5 separate regions of the Mus musculus genome follow, and regions 1, 2, 3 and 4 are each linked to region 5. A link is a contact called in public HiCAR-type and promoter capture Hi-C data. All regions are on one chromosome and are shown on one strand. Each heading gives the region's core, a stretch centred on a gene start, on an enhancer-like site or on the middle of the called end of the contact. The rest is flanking DNA. Distances are from core to core; before and after follow the strand shown.

The links. Promoter capture Hi-C pulls out the DNA fragments that hold promoters and counts their contacts. HiCAR-type assays count read pairs that join an accessible place to other places.
Region 1: a HiCAR-type map of astrocytes shows a contact between it and region 5, with 3 times the contacts expected there. The contact joins the promoter of Derl1 here to the promoter of Has2 in region 5. A contact is called at or near these places in 3 of 39 promoter capture datasets (3T3-L1-derived adipocytes, cranial neural crest and hippocampal neurons) and 1 of 115 datasets of contacts at active chromatin or transcription factors (astrocytes).
Region 2: a contact with region 5 is called in a HiCAR-type map of astrocytes, with 2.6 times the contacts expected there. The contact joins the promoter of Deptor here to the promoter of Has2 in region 5. A contact is called at or near these places in 3 of 39 promoter capture datasets (embryonic stem cells, hippocampal neurons and stem cell-derived epiblast-like cells) and 1 of 115 datasets of contacts at active chromatin or transcription factors (astrocytes).
Region 3: a contact with region 5 is called in a promoter capture Hi-C map of cranial neural crest. The contact joins the promoter of 9130401M01Rik here to the promoter of Has2 in region 5. A contact is called at or near these places in 2 of 39 promoter capture datasets (the 3T3-L1 cell line and cranial neural crest).
Region 4: a contact with region 5 is called in a HiCAR-type map of astrocytes, with 4 times the contacts expected there. The contact joins the promoter of Dscc1 here to the promoter of Has2 in region 5. A contact is called at or near these places in 3 of 39 promoter capture datasets (embryonic stem cells, hippocampal neurons and stem cell-derived epiblast-like cells) and 1 of 115 datasets of contacts at active chromatin or transcription factors (astrocytes).

What each region holds. Positions count from the first base shown.
Region 1 is chr15:57,891,136-57,893,835 of GRCm38.p6, forward strand. It overlaps Derl1 (Der1-like domain family, member 1), which reads right to left and starts at 1,283. Exons shown (of 8, transcript NM_024207.4): 1 at 1,008-1,283. The coding sequence starts at 1,160.
Region 2 is chr15:55,110,882-55,113,581 of GRCm38.p6, forward strand. It overlaps Deptor (DEP domain containing MTOR-interacting protein), which reads left to right and starts at 1,436. Exons shown (of 9, transcript NM_145470.3): 1 at 1,436-1,738. The coding sequence starts at 1,617. It overlaps Gm9920 (predicted gene 9920), which reads right to left. Exons shown (of 5, transcript NR_045093.1): 1 at 2,459-2,700; 2 at 1,462-1,715; 3 at 239-335.
Region 3 is chr15:58,032,928-58,035,627 of GRCm38.p6, forward strand. It overlaps 9130401M01Rik (RIKEN cDNA 9130401M01 gene), which reads right to left and starts at 1,367. Exons shown (of 6, transcript NM_029418.4): 1 at 1,157-1,367. The coding sequence starts at 1,273.
Region 4 is chr15:55,089,218-55,091,917 of GRCm38.p6, forward strand. It overlaps Dscc1 (DNA replication and sister chromatid cohesion 1), which reads right to left and starts at 1,274. Exons shown (of 9, transcript NM_183089.3): 1 at 1,009-1,274. The coding sequence starts at 1,208. The region is part of intron 2 of Gm41325 (a long non-coding RNA gene); the gene reads left to right.
Region 5 is chr15:56,693,163-56,695,862 of GRCm38.p6, forward strand. It overlaps Has2 (hyaluronan synthase 2), which reads right to left and starts at 1,384. Exons shown (of 4, transcript NM_008216.3): 1 at 832-1,384. It overlaps Has2os (hyaluronan synthase 2, opposite strand), which reads left to right. Exons shown (of 4, transcript NR_002874.2): 2 at 452-606; 3 at 793-915; 4 at 1,201-1,298.

The DNA of each region.
Region 1 (2,700 bases), core at 33-2,532, 1.2 Mb after region 5:
CAGTTGCTATTTGCAAAGATGAAAGGGAGATTTGATTATATGTCTACTGGTCACCAGGTGGTGATTTCCACCACTACAATAAAGATACTCACATATCCGACAGTCTCCCATTCATGTGTTTATGCCCCTTGTATGATAAAGATCTAAGTCCAAGGGATGGACTACAGAGGATCCTATAACGGACTCCAAGAGCATATCCCAACATCTGGGTGAGGAAAATGAGAAATCAGCAAAGGAGACGAGAAAATAACATCCAGTGGAAAGTAGAAAGAGAAGGCTAAGGAATGTGTGGAAATCCAGATCTAATATAATCTGAGCGTCCCCTGATTAAATTTTTATATCACAGAATCAATAAAAATAACCTCTAGGAAACTAACATTCTTTGGCTTAGAATGATAATCTTGACTAATATCCTTAATGCTTAAGAAAATTAGTATCTCCCGTTTCCTGAGTAGTTTATTCATTCACTGGTAACATTTAACGGCTATATGCCAGGTGATCGGATAGGGCCCGTAGGAAATACAGATAAATTAATTCTTATTAATATCTGCCTTTACACCACTGCTTTAGGGAGGAGAGAGAAACTGTAAACACGCTAACAACCCACGCAGAATTATGTCAAGTAGACACCACTGATTAAGATGGCATCGCCACCCACGACATAGATAGAAGGAGGGAGGAAGACATTCAGGTAGGTGGGCCCAATTTGCCAACAGAATGGCAACTTACCTCTCACTTCAGAGTGCGGAAGGCGGGAAGTACAATCTTGCCAGACAGGTATTGTGAGTCACGTCCTAGCAGGCCAGTCCGCGACTCTAAATTATCTAAGCCTTAACACTCGACCCCAGGACCTCCCGGGACCCAAAGGACCCCAGCCTTAAACCCCTGGAGGCGGACGCACTACAGATCCCACCAGCCCCAGCGCGCCCCGCAGCCCGGCGAACCCGTTCCGTAGCCGCGGGGACACCTGGGGGCTGTAGTCTCCACCGCCCTACGCCAGCTACTACCTGGAAGCGATAGAGGAAGGCTTCGGGCCAGAGGAAGAAGTAGGCCGGGCTGATGATGCCGAGCTTGCCGATCAAGGGGACAGCAACGGTGGCAGCAAACCAGTAGCGCGTGATGGCCGGGATGCTCCTGAACCAGTCCCCGATGTCCGACATGGTCGCCCGTCAGGTGACCGGCTGCGCAGCGCCGCGCGTCCTCCCGTGCCCACCCCGCGCTCCGCGGCCGGCTTGGCCAGGGAAAGTGGAGGCGCAGCCGCTGTGCAGGAGGCGGAGACCGACGGACGTGGCGCCACCGAATTCGGACAAGCTAGGCAGCGATCACAAGAGAAACTTCCCCTTCCGGTGGCCGCGGTCCACGTGACCAGAAGTGTCCCGGCGGCTTAAAGGGCCAGTGCCGTTTTTGCAGCTCAGTACCGGGACTCGACGTCCTGGGGTGGGGCCAAGCAGGAGAGGCGGGGCGACGACGGCAAGGCTAGTAGGAAACAGTGGTTACCCAGAGCAACGGCCAGTCTTGCAAACCAATGGGGAAGCTACATGCCCTAGTTCTCCCCGGAGTTGTAATCGGAGTAGTGCCTCTTGAAGAGTATTTATTTAAAGGGAAAGGAAGAGATAGCGCATATAGTTCCTCATTTAGTCACAGCTTCAGGCAAATTTTTAGACACTGGGGATGCAGCTGCGGCTGTGAGCACGGTAGCGGTACCTGAACTTTGCAGTCTCAGGGTAGACAGAAAAGCAAATGAGTTATGAAGAAGAATTTCAGAGGATACGGGAAAAGATTAGGATGATGGGGGGGCTAGAGTGGCAGCGGAGGACTGGGAAATCTTGAGACGCATTTGAGACCGCATTTATAATTGGACATGATCTGGTTCATTGGGGGGCTTTAAATTAGAAATGAAGATGGTTGTTTTAAACAAATGGTGGAAAGATACCGATTTCACTAGAACTTTTATTCAGTTGCTGGTTTTTGTTGTTGTTGTTTTGGTTTGGTTTTGTTTTTTTGAAAATATGGTTTAGGATCAGTAAAACTTTCCGTAAAGAACATAGGTGTAAACTGACCTGTAGTAAACTAAGTATCTGAACTTACTGCAATCAAAGAGATTGCTCACCAAAGAACCCTGGACCCATTTCTCTAAACAAAATCCAAAATCATCATTATTGGATGGTGGAGGGAGAGGAACTGTCGGCCAAACTGGAAGAGGCAGTGCGTTGTAAACACAGAGCTGAGGTGTAACATAATTACCATCAGGTCTGGACAATAAGAAAAGAAACAGACTCGGTGTTCTCAGATCGGGAAAAAAAAATTCCTCAAACTTAAAAAATGTGAAATTTGGGCTCTGGAAAAAAAAATTATTTAACGTTGTAAAGGAATTGAAAATCTTAGGTCCAAGTGGCCCACGTGACTCACATCCTCCAGGCAAAGACGAGGTCCATGTGCATTTCCACATACTTTCCAGTGCTCCATTATTTCAAACACTCTAGAAACACTGGCGTTTATACTGTGACAAACCACTTCTTAGCAGTACCTAATGTTGTGAAAGTCACTTCATCTCTCTTTGGGGTCCTTGCCTTTAGAAGGACCTGGTAACTGGACGGTAGAGATGGCTCACATGGGAATGCACCTCAAAATGAGACATCCACATAAAAGCCTAGGAAGGAGTCCAAGGTAGATGTGGGGGAACAGGCAACCCCACACTCA
Region 2 (2,700 bases), core at 186-2,685, 1.6 Mb before region 5:
GAGGCAGGGGGATCAAGGGTTTGATGCTATCCTGGGCTACACAGCAAGATTCTACCCCAAACAATAGTTTTGTTTACCAGAGAATGGACCTTGCAAAGTACTAAATGCTCTACTTTTGTGACCCTAGCAGGTTCAGAGCCTAGTCTTCAGGAATGTCAAGTAACATTCACAGCAGCATATGTTTTGTTATATACTGACACTTCCTGAAGATTGTGACAGTTATCGTAGACACAAGTACCTGTATCTTCCAAAAGGCAAATCCAAAGATACTTCAACAAATGTGTATGGCCGCGGAAGCCATGACTTCCCAGTCAAGCTATGTTGAAGTTTACAAACTAAAAACGAAGAGACACAGTGATGACTTTTAATGAACATGGTAGACCAGCTCGGCCATTCAAATATGTTTAACCTCCTCCTCTTTCTCCTCCTCCTCCTCACCCCCCCCTCCTCCTCTTCTTCTTTTAAAGATTTATTTATTTTATATGTGTGAGTACACTGTCGATGTGGCTGTCTTCAGACACACCAGAAGAGGGTATCAAATCCCATTACAGATGGTTGTGAGCCACCATGTGGTTACTGGGATTTGAACTCAGGACACCTGGAAGAGGAGTGAGTCAGTGCTCTTAACAGCTGAGCCATCTCTCCAGCCCCTAACCTGCTCTTCTAACGGTTTATTGTATTGCTTGCTTTTGTCAGTTAAGCTGTTTTTGGTTTTAGTTTGTTTTATGAGACAAGGTATCTTCTTATCCCAGTCTGGTCCAAACTCATGATCATCTTCTGAAGTTCTGGGAACATAAGTGTGTCGCCATGCCTGCCAAGATAGAGTTGTTTTAAAAACATAACCTAAAACTGAGAATGCTCTTGCCTGCTTGCCTGAGACAAGTTACCTCACCCCTCCGAGTTGCCTTCCCGACGTAAAAGGAATGATATGGGAAACACAAGAGGGTAGCAATTTATCTAAAACATCTTTAATGCAGCAGATGTGGACAAGTGATAGCTACAACTAGTGTAAAAAAGGGATTAAGAGCATTTAGGTAGGAAACCAAAGTAATGAAGCCAGGTTCTTAGTCTTTTTGAACCGCAGGGCAGGATCCTTTATTGACTCCACCATAGGGTAGTAGTAGATGGTCTATAGGGAAAGGGATCAGGTAGCCTGAAATGCCCTTCAGCAATATCCTCAACTGCTCCGTTTTTGAGTAATCTGTTCTCATTTTTATTCTCTACAACTCTAGTATGGAAAATGGAGAAAAACTGCAACATTCCCCAGCATGAGTTTGGGAGTGAAAAAGGAAATATAAAAGAGGAGCGAAAGGCTCAACCTCCTGCAAAAACTCAGGGCTCAGAGCTCCGCCCCGATGTTTTTATTTTTCTCCTTGTCCCCGCCCCCCGACCATGAGAGAGCCCAGGCCACGCCCCCAAGCCGAAGTTCCAGACCCGGACTCGCCGACTTCTCCTGCTTACCCGCAGGGATTCCCTCACCAGCCAATCGCGTCTGAGCCACGGCACCGCCCGGAACAAAGATGGCCGGGGCGGCCTCGGGGAGGGCACATTGATCCAAACGCCAGGCGCACCCGCCGGGACAGCAAAGGCAGAGTGGCAACCGCGCGGTCAGGAACATGGAAGAGGGCAGCAGCGGCGGCAGTGGTAGCAGCGACAGCAACGCCGGCGGGAGCGGCGGGGTGCAGCAGAGAGAGCTGGAACGCATGGCTGAAGTCCTAGTTACGGGAGAGCAGCTCCGGTAAGGAAAGGCACTCAGTAGATGGGCTCTCGATTGCCCTATGCCCGCCGCGGTCCGGAGCGCACACGCCATCTGGCTCGTGGCAGGCGTGTCGCGCGGGGCGTAGGGACAGTTGCGAGCGAGTGGGATGGTTGGGTCGCGCTGCACGGGTGCCTGGCTACTGCAGCCCGGAGGCTAGCAGCTTCAGCCAGGCTGCGGGGACCGATGCCGGGAACGCGCGGTGCAGGCTGCGCCCTAGCTGGACTGCTGCAGCCATGCGTCCCTCCGACTCGCCACCACTCAGTGCGTGCAAACCCCCTTGCCAGGTGTTCCTGATGACTGTCTAGTCTGCTCGCTCCAAAAAGAAGAGATTTCGGATGGGACCCCAGTCCCTGCGCTTCCAGATAGAAGGCTCCAGCACCCATGAGTGCCTTCGGTTCAGCTTTCCTTTTTTTCTAGCAAGACATGCTTCCCTCATTGGAGCTTCAGGTTACTTTTATGTAAAACCTGGAGCATATCTGCGAGTGCTTTGACGGGTTGCTTCTCTTCCAAAACCTTTCCCAGTTCTTTACCTATCCCTTGATTGGCACACTTGGTTTCAGGTGTCACTTGGGTCCGCAAGGGGGCGTGAAAGTACCTTGTTCAGTGCCCACGTTTGGGACCCCGGAGTTGGCCCACCGCCGCGCACTTTTCCTAGAATTACCACTTTCCCATCTCACAGATCCAGGAACAAGCACTTACCCCCAGGGCTCTTTTGACATTCCCATCGCTTCCTGTTCCTTTTTCTTGGGCATATGCTTAAGACTTGTGCTTCCGCAGCTGCCTTGATATTGGGGGTTGTAAATCAGATTGCCACTCCAAATGAATCCGGCTCTGCCAGAACTTGAACCGCGAGCCCAGTCCCACCTGAAAGAAGTGTGCTAGCTCCCTCTAGCTCTTGGCTTGATTTTTCCGGCTTATTTCGGTTTCTAGATGGCTGTTTC
Region 3 (2,700 bases), core at 117-2,616, 1.3 Mb after region 5:
TCCCCTGACCGCCACACAGTGCCATGGCTCTCTCACCCACACACAAATAAATGAACGTGGTTTTAAAAAATAAAAGTTGTAATGATCACATGTCTATACATGTCAATGACAGATTTAAAAAATAAATAAAAGCACACGGTTTCAACCACAGTGAAGTTATTGGAAATGACATCACCAAGTGCAGTCCAGTGACTCTTAAAGTGCTATCTGCTTTCTTTTAGAGCAATTGAGAGTGAATAGGGACTGACAAAATTGTGCACAAGACGTAGGAAACTGTGATTATGGCGATGGTCCTATTATAAAAATGCTACAAAGGCACACAGAGCACAGGAAATTTTAACTGGAGTCAGGTTTCTGTGCATCCCAGACAAAGATTTGGAGGATCTGAGGACACATCTGTAAGACGACCTCTTCTGATGTAAACCCACTGGACATAAGGTGAGATCCAGATGTAACTACCAAGAAAGAATTAAAAAAAAAGGATGAAAAGCATTCTGCATGCCCAATTTTCCAGCCCCAAAGAAGCATCTCCTATTCTCTTTTACAATAAAACCTGCTGAGGCTGAAGAAAGTCTCTAAATTCTGTTGACTCAGTACAGTTAACATTGTAATAGCTTGGTTGTATTCTGAGAAATACACTTCACTGAGTATCAAGGCTCATCATAAGCGTGCTAAATTAGTGCCTCTCCTTCTACTGGGCCATCACAGTAAGAAAAACTTTGTTCTATTCTTTAAACACTGGGTCACTCGAGACGAGGTATTTGAGCCACCGTTAGGTTCGGCACTCTGCAACCATTTAGTCACATAGCTAGCCATCCCAACTCAACAATAACATATCCAAGTCTCAATACATTACTAGGAAATGATGAAACATAATTAGCTTGGAACTATTTTATTCTTCTAGGCAGCCAGCAGGCCTGCAAGGATGCTACGGCGGAGCACCTGGGCGGGGCTGGAGGCAGGAAGGGGGCGTGTGATGCTAGCCCGGGCCCGCCTGCAGGACACGTGGGTTGAGGGTGGGGGACGGAGACAGACAACCCGAGGGTACAAGAGTGAAGTCGCCGTGCTTGGTTGCAGGGCGGGTGGACAGTGACGGTGGTGGGCCTCGCCGCAGGCCGGCTCCAGAGCGGAGCGGCAAGAGGGGCAGCCGTCTCACCTGCGGCTCGCAGAGCTTGGCGCGGTAGGGGGAGGGCGGCTCGGGCCGGCGCTCCGGCCTCTGCTCGAACACCGAGTCCTCAAATTCGCCGCCCAGCACCCAGCATCCGGTCTCCATCGCGCGGAAGTGCAACTGGACCTCGAAACGAGGCGACACCTAGAGCGACGCCCATCACCCAGCCTCCAAAGCGCGCGACAGCAGCCGCGCCAAGGCTGCCGAGGCAAGGTAGAGTGTAGAGCGGCACCGGCGCGCCGCCCACACGGAAGCGGTGGGTTGTCGGCCGGAGCGTTGCATTCTGGGAGTGGTAGTCTTTCAGCGGCTGGGGATTTCCGTGGTGGAGCAGAAATTCTTGCCTGACTCCAGGGCCTCCTAAACCACCCAACAAAGGTTTTGACCTCTTTGTGTCTAGAGCTGGATAGAGTGAGTTCCTCCTGAGTACCTCGAATAGTCGTGGTCTCTGGAGAGCCAGTTAACTTGGTAAGTATCAGCTTTAAACCACTGACAGTATTCTCCCCATTTTATTTTGCATTTTATTTCTAAAATTTCTTTCCCAATAACTGTGAGAAGAGCCCGGTTATTCTTATCTTGTAAAAGGAGATACTGGGCTTGAAGAAGTCAGGTAACTTGTTCAAAAGCCCAGGGTCTCTGAAGAAGAGACCAGAACTCTTCACGCATTTACTAAAAAAACTAGACATCACAATTTAAAGACTTGGATCAAGGCTAGCAGAATTTTGAGACTTTCAAGAAACGTTTTGACTCTAGAATGTAAAGGTCGTGGACAAAACACTGGCTTGTGTTATAGAGCACTAATGTGGAGCTAGTAATAAAGCTTTTCTATTTGCCCTCACACTTGCTCCTCTTCCACCAGTTGCTTCCAGGGTTTTTCCTTCAGCCCTATTTTCTACTCTACAGACTCGTACAGGGCAACCCAAACCACCTCCCCGGATTTCAAAATTCATCTGCCCTTGGCTCACCAAATGTGGAACTCAGTGCATATTCAATAGCCTCATTGGAAGAGTCCACGCAGGGAGCCTCCAGGCAGTAGCTACTGTGGGATCCATCCAGAGAAGTTCTTTTTTAATACCTGGGGTTTTTGTTTTGTTTTCTCATCAGAAATGCAATACTTCTTATTAAGAAAAATTCAGATATTATAGAGAATTATAAGAAAAGTTCCTAATATCACCAGGAAAAAAATAATGTCCTAAAAAGGGCTATACTTGCCCTAATCCCAGTATGCCCTGTCTATGCCCAGAACTGTGTCAGCACAGTACTGAAGGACTGCAAGAGCCACGTGTGTGTGGCTCTGTTGCCTTGGCTCGCTAGCTGTGTGACCCAGTCTATAAAATGGGTATTGATTAAAATAAGGCACACAAAGCTTTAGAGGTGAAAGGGGTGTCATGGGTGTATTCAAGATCTCTGCTCCAGGAGCGGAGGAAGAGCAGAGCAAAGGCGGGCAAGGAGGAGTTCTTCCAGCTTTTTCTTTATGAAAGATATTTGATCTCAGAATGTCTTCCCTCCTGCTCAGGCCTGCTAGCTCTAGCCTC
Region 4 (2,700 bases), core at 24-2,523, 1.6 Mb before region 5:
GATGGCTCAGCGATTAAGAGCACTGACTGCTCTTCCAGAGGTCCTGAGTCCTGAGTTCAAATCCCAACAACCACATGGTGGCTCCCAACCACCCATAAGAGATCTGATGCCCTCTTCTGGGGTGTCTGAGGACAGCTACAGTGTACTTACATATAATAAATAAATAAATCTAAAAAAAAAGAAAGAAAGAAAGAAAAAATAAGTCCCAAATCCTGTGGCTTCTAGATTTAAAATTAAACCTTGGGAGTGTGGTGCTTTGAAAGAGGACCCCGCCCCCAAACACAGGCTCAGACATTTGAACACTTAGTCCCCAGTCCACAGCCCTATCTGAGGAGGGGTTGGGAGGTGTAGCCTTACTGGAGGAAGTATGTCACTGAGGGGGAGCTCTGAGAGTAAGAGCCTTGCCCACTTGCAGTTCAGTCACTCAGCTTTGTGCTTGCCATAAAAGACATGATCTCAGCCTAGGATTTAAAATCCAAGGTCTTGGCAGCAACTTTGTAGTTGACCCGGAATTAAAAACAGATCCAGATCTTCAGTAAGTGACCCCAACCAACCCCCGGGCTACACGCAGCAGTCTGCATTAGGCTTTAAACTTCTGTCTCGTTTGTCCCATCTGCGGTTCAAGGAGAAGAAACCCAAGTGGCAAGCCAAGAACTCTCTCTACAGGCACTGCTACTACATTCTGAGATTGAACGAGTGTTTCTGTGGAGTACTTGGCATCAGTACTGAGCCCTCCAAAGCTCCCTGGAGCTTCCTTCTTGACACTCCCCCGCTGACACCTGGCTCTAAATTCCCTGGAGTCCTGCTAACAAGGCAGTCTAGCAAATGCTGAATCCTCCTGACAGATGACAGCAAGCTGAGGACCCGCCCATCGGCCTGTACGGGCCCAATCAAAGCAACTCTCTGCACCAGTTCCTCCTTCCGAGTTCCCCGGGCTACGCCGGGCGGGTAGGCGGCCTCTTTGAGGCCGGGGAATCGGCGCTCCCGAGCCCCACCATCCCGGCTCACCTGTCCCCGGCCTCCAGCTGCTGGCACAGTGCTGGTTCCAGCTCCAGCAGGCAGAAGTCGCCGGTGGCCGCGCCGCCGGTCCCGGAGCTGAAGCTCAGGCAGTGCACCGTGGGCAGCAGCTCGGTGGCGTTCAGCTTGGCAACCTGCAGCGTCGCGTCCACTTCCTCGCGGGTCCTCCGGGAAGCGCTCGGCGGGGACATCTCGCAGCACGGAGAGGGGTGTGTCCTCGACCTAAACTCCCGGGACTTCAAAAGCGCGCCAAATCCGCCCGAGCCGACTTCCGGGGCGGGACGGGGCGTGTCCCGAGGAAGTCGGAAAGTATCTGGACTCGCGAGTCCTTCTGCAGCCCACTGACAGCGTGCAAGTCCCCGGTTGCTGGGGAGAAGCACGGTTTCCCCCATGAGGACTCCAGGAAGGTCCTGTTAGCAATTCTGGGTCCCCACGGGGCCAAGCACGGCTCTTGCACTCACCCCTTCCGCCACCCTGTGCCCACCCCCTTCTTTCCCGCCAAAGCTCCTTTTCCTCGCCTGCTGCGGTGGGTCCCGTGATGAGCTATGTCTGTGCAGAATTTCATTAAGCCGTTAAAACAACCCAGTAAGGCAGGATCCTGTCGATCCTGTCATGCAGAAGCGAGCAGAATGCTTGCCAATGGTGGCGCAGCCTTGAGATGGCAAAGTCTGAATCCAGCTTGATGTATGTATGGTGGTTCCAAAATAGCCTGCCCAGTGTTGTGCAGGACCAAGAACCAGATCCTGGCAGAATAAGATGTCATTTGTTTGGACTTCGAGACCATCCTAGATGGAAGGTAGCTTGCCTCCCGTTCGTTAAATACTTCATTTGTGCTAAGTGGCGCTTGAGACTTCTACACAGAAACAGCCCGCCTGGTATGCTCCTGGGAGAGTCTGGCTAACTCAGCATTACAGGGTGTGATGTTTTCTTGACCAAAGTTTACAATGACGTGAAACTGTTTTAAGATGAAAACCCATTCATAGACTCACATCCATGCACCTGAAACTGATGTGCGAGCTCTCTAAGGGATGCTGCCGGCAGACCCCTGCAGACTGGCCACCCATAAAAGTTGAAACAGTAAGAGGAATAATTGTCTTCAGAGAGGGTGGTTTCTCACTCCTTCCTGTAAAACAAACAAATGAATAAATAAAAAGGGAGGCCAAGGTGACCCCAGTCCATCAGGTTAAAAACCGACATGAGCCAGGTAGTGCTGGCACCATACCTTTAATCCCAGCACTCAGGAGGCAAAGGGAGGACCTCTGAATTCTAGACCAGCCTGGACTATAGAGCAAGTTCCAGGACAGCCAAGGCTACACAGAGTAACATTGTCTAGAAAAACAACAAGCAAAAACATCTGAGTTGCCAAAGGGTAGTTTAGTTCCAGCACTCAGGAGGCAGAGGCTGGCGGATCTGAGTTCGAGGCCATTCTGGTCTACATAGTGAGCTTCAAGCCAGTCAAGGCTAAATAGACCCCCCCCCTCTCTCTCTCTCTCACACACACACACACACACACACACACACAAAACAAAAAAAAACAAAAATCGGATCGAATAAGAAAAATGATGGAACAATATCCTGAATATGAAAGTACCACGAATTTATTAGTGGCTATCACTAAGATGGCTCAAAGTTAAAAGTGCTTGCCATGCAAGATGATAAGCTGACTTCAGTCTCCAGAAGATA
Region 5 (2,700 bases), core at 134-2,633:
GTGCGGGCCGGCCGGCCAGCGCAAGGAGGGATGCGCGCTCTCTTCTCTCCCCCAGCGGCGAATGCCTGCGTGAGGGACCCCTTGCCCCAGGAAAGGCTTTCTCGGGGTGGCTGTGCCCGGATGCTCGCTGCCTGACACTTTAATGGAGTTTGGAAACTGCAAAGGAGTGGAGGCCCGGGAAAAGGGGGGAGTGGCTGAACCAGGATGGTAGCGCGAGGAGGTGGCGCAGGACTTTCCTTGGGGTCTCTTCCAGCCTAACGTAGCTGGAAACCCGGATCGTTTAACCCTTTCAGTCTAAGCCAAAATTGAGCGGTTTTGTTTGTACCCCCACCTCCACCCCCGCACAGAACTGTGCCAGGGTGTCCAGCCCACATACTGGTGGGAGGTGAGGGAGAAAGAAGGGAAGGGTAGGAAGGTAAGGACAGTTGTGGGATGAATTTTCCGTACACAGTGGAAATCCTTGTTTTCTGACTCCGGAGCCCCTTTGACGCTCGGGAAGATGCCCAGTGGAAAAGTACACCCCGGGACAATCAGCTTTCCTTGGCCACGCAAGTTACCTGTGCGCCCAGAGAGGCAGCGGATTTCACCGGATGATTAAAACCCAGGGTATGCTGCGAGACTTGATAGTGATTGGCAATATTCCCTCATGGGCAGTTTGTTGCGGGGGGGAGGGGGGGGAGTTGGGGGACACTTCAGACCTCAAATGTTTCTATAGAAACTAGGGGGTTTTTGTTGTTGGTTTTTTTTTTAAAGCTCTGTTGATAATTTCTTCTCTGCCCCCAATCTATCTAGGGAATTCAAAGTTCACCCAAACGCGTCTGTATAACGTACCTTGTTCAGCTCCTGCTCATAGACTCGTCCTCCGCCTGTCTGTGTGGTCCCGGAGGGTCGTGGAAGGAAGTTTCCAAAATTGAGGTAATAAGAAATCAGATGAATTTGAGACGACCGGCCAAAAAAAATAAGAAATTTAAAAACAACATTTAAAAAAAAAGATGGGGGAGCCTTAAATGCTTGGTTCTCCCCTCTTTGAGAAGAAATTTCACTAATATTCTCTTTTATTATTTCCGCTGCACTTAAGTCTTCTAATTCTTTTTGTTAAATGTGCTTTAAAAATAAATTAACTTTTCCCCCTGTTTTGCTATTTGCTCCAATCCCCTTCCCTCCGACGACACAAAATCTCTTTTCACATCAACCTACAAGCCGGGTCAAGACTCAGCAGAGTCTAGCAAGAGCAGAATGAAGAAGTCTTTGGCTGGTTCAAGTCCCCCGTTCAATGGGCTGCTCGAAGCCAGGACTGGGTAATTCTTTCCAGACGCCTTGACTTCTCCTTCTTCTTCGCTGTGGTTGCCTTTCTGCCTCCTCCAACTTAAGGGGGTCTTAACAAGTGAGCCGGTGGGTGTTTTAATAGGACGGAGGAGGGAGTGGGGGTGAGGGGAGTGGAGGAGGGAGGTGTAGACTGGGGAACCCGGAGGGGAGGGACTGGGCGGGATGGGAGGCGGGGAGGAGTGGGGGGAAGAGAGAGAAATTGGCCATTCAAAGCCCTCTCTGAGCTAGAGGCCGCTTCTAAACTCCAATGAATTCAATTAACTTGATTGTTAACGTGTGCTGAGAAACGCGGAGCACAGATGCTGACCACCGCCTGATACCTCTCCTCAGGCAGTGACCGCGGAGCGGGCAGCCCTGCTCTGCAAATATTGCTGAAGTCTGTCTGCGTTACAAGGATTCCCTCGACTTGATAAACTCCCCGTTGCATATAAATGATTTTAAGGCCAAACGGTTCTCTTAGGCTAAATCACTGCTCTTGGCGGAATACTGACTCTGTGTGTGTGTGCGCGTTGTGTGTGTGTGTGTGTGTGTGTGTGTACGTCCGTGCTACCTAGTTTGCTCCACAAATGGCCTAGGACGCTAAAAAGAGCGACTAGTTTGCCATTTGTTAACCCTTTCTTCCTCCCAGCTCTAAACTTTCTAAGCAAAAGGCAAATGTCAACGTCTCCCCCCCCCCCCCCCCGCAGTTTTCGCTGTGGGTGGGCTGGACACTGAAATGAGGAAAATTTTTAAATTTCTTTTTTTCTCATGATTCTCAGACATGAAAACATACAAAAGATTCTCGATTGGAAGTTTATAATAATGATGATAGCAATAAACCTGAGAAAGTGTACGGAAGCAGTCATCTCGTAAAACATCTGAAATTACTTTTGCCTCTTGACAGCCTTTTACTTAATGTTTTCAAAATACCATTTTAAAATTTCAATGACGCCAAGACTGGAGAGTTTTCTTTCTCGGGTTTTTTTTTTTTTTTTTTTTTTTTTTTTTTTTTTTTTCAACCTTAGGGCATCCGCGCCCTTTTCCCTTGATCCTTGCGGTCCCCGCCCCTGCCCCCACCCAAAGGAAAAGGTAAAAGGAAAAAAAAACTCAGAGAGCTACAATGGACACTAGGTGGCGCTGTTTAGGAAAAAATGAAAGCGGATTTACGCAGTAAGGCTAAAACTGAAATCTGCTAAAACCTTACTTGCCTTTTACTTCCTTTTCTGTTCTTCCCCACCCATCCCCTCCTTTCTTTTATTTCCCTTCTTCGTGCTCTTGATGTGGGCTTCGTTTGAGTTCTACCGCATCTTGATGCTGTATGGTATATGTGTTTCGGATAAGATCGGAATATAAATTTGGGCAATAGTTAAAGGTCAGACAAAAAGAGAAAAGTGG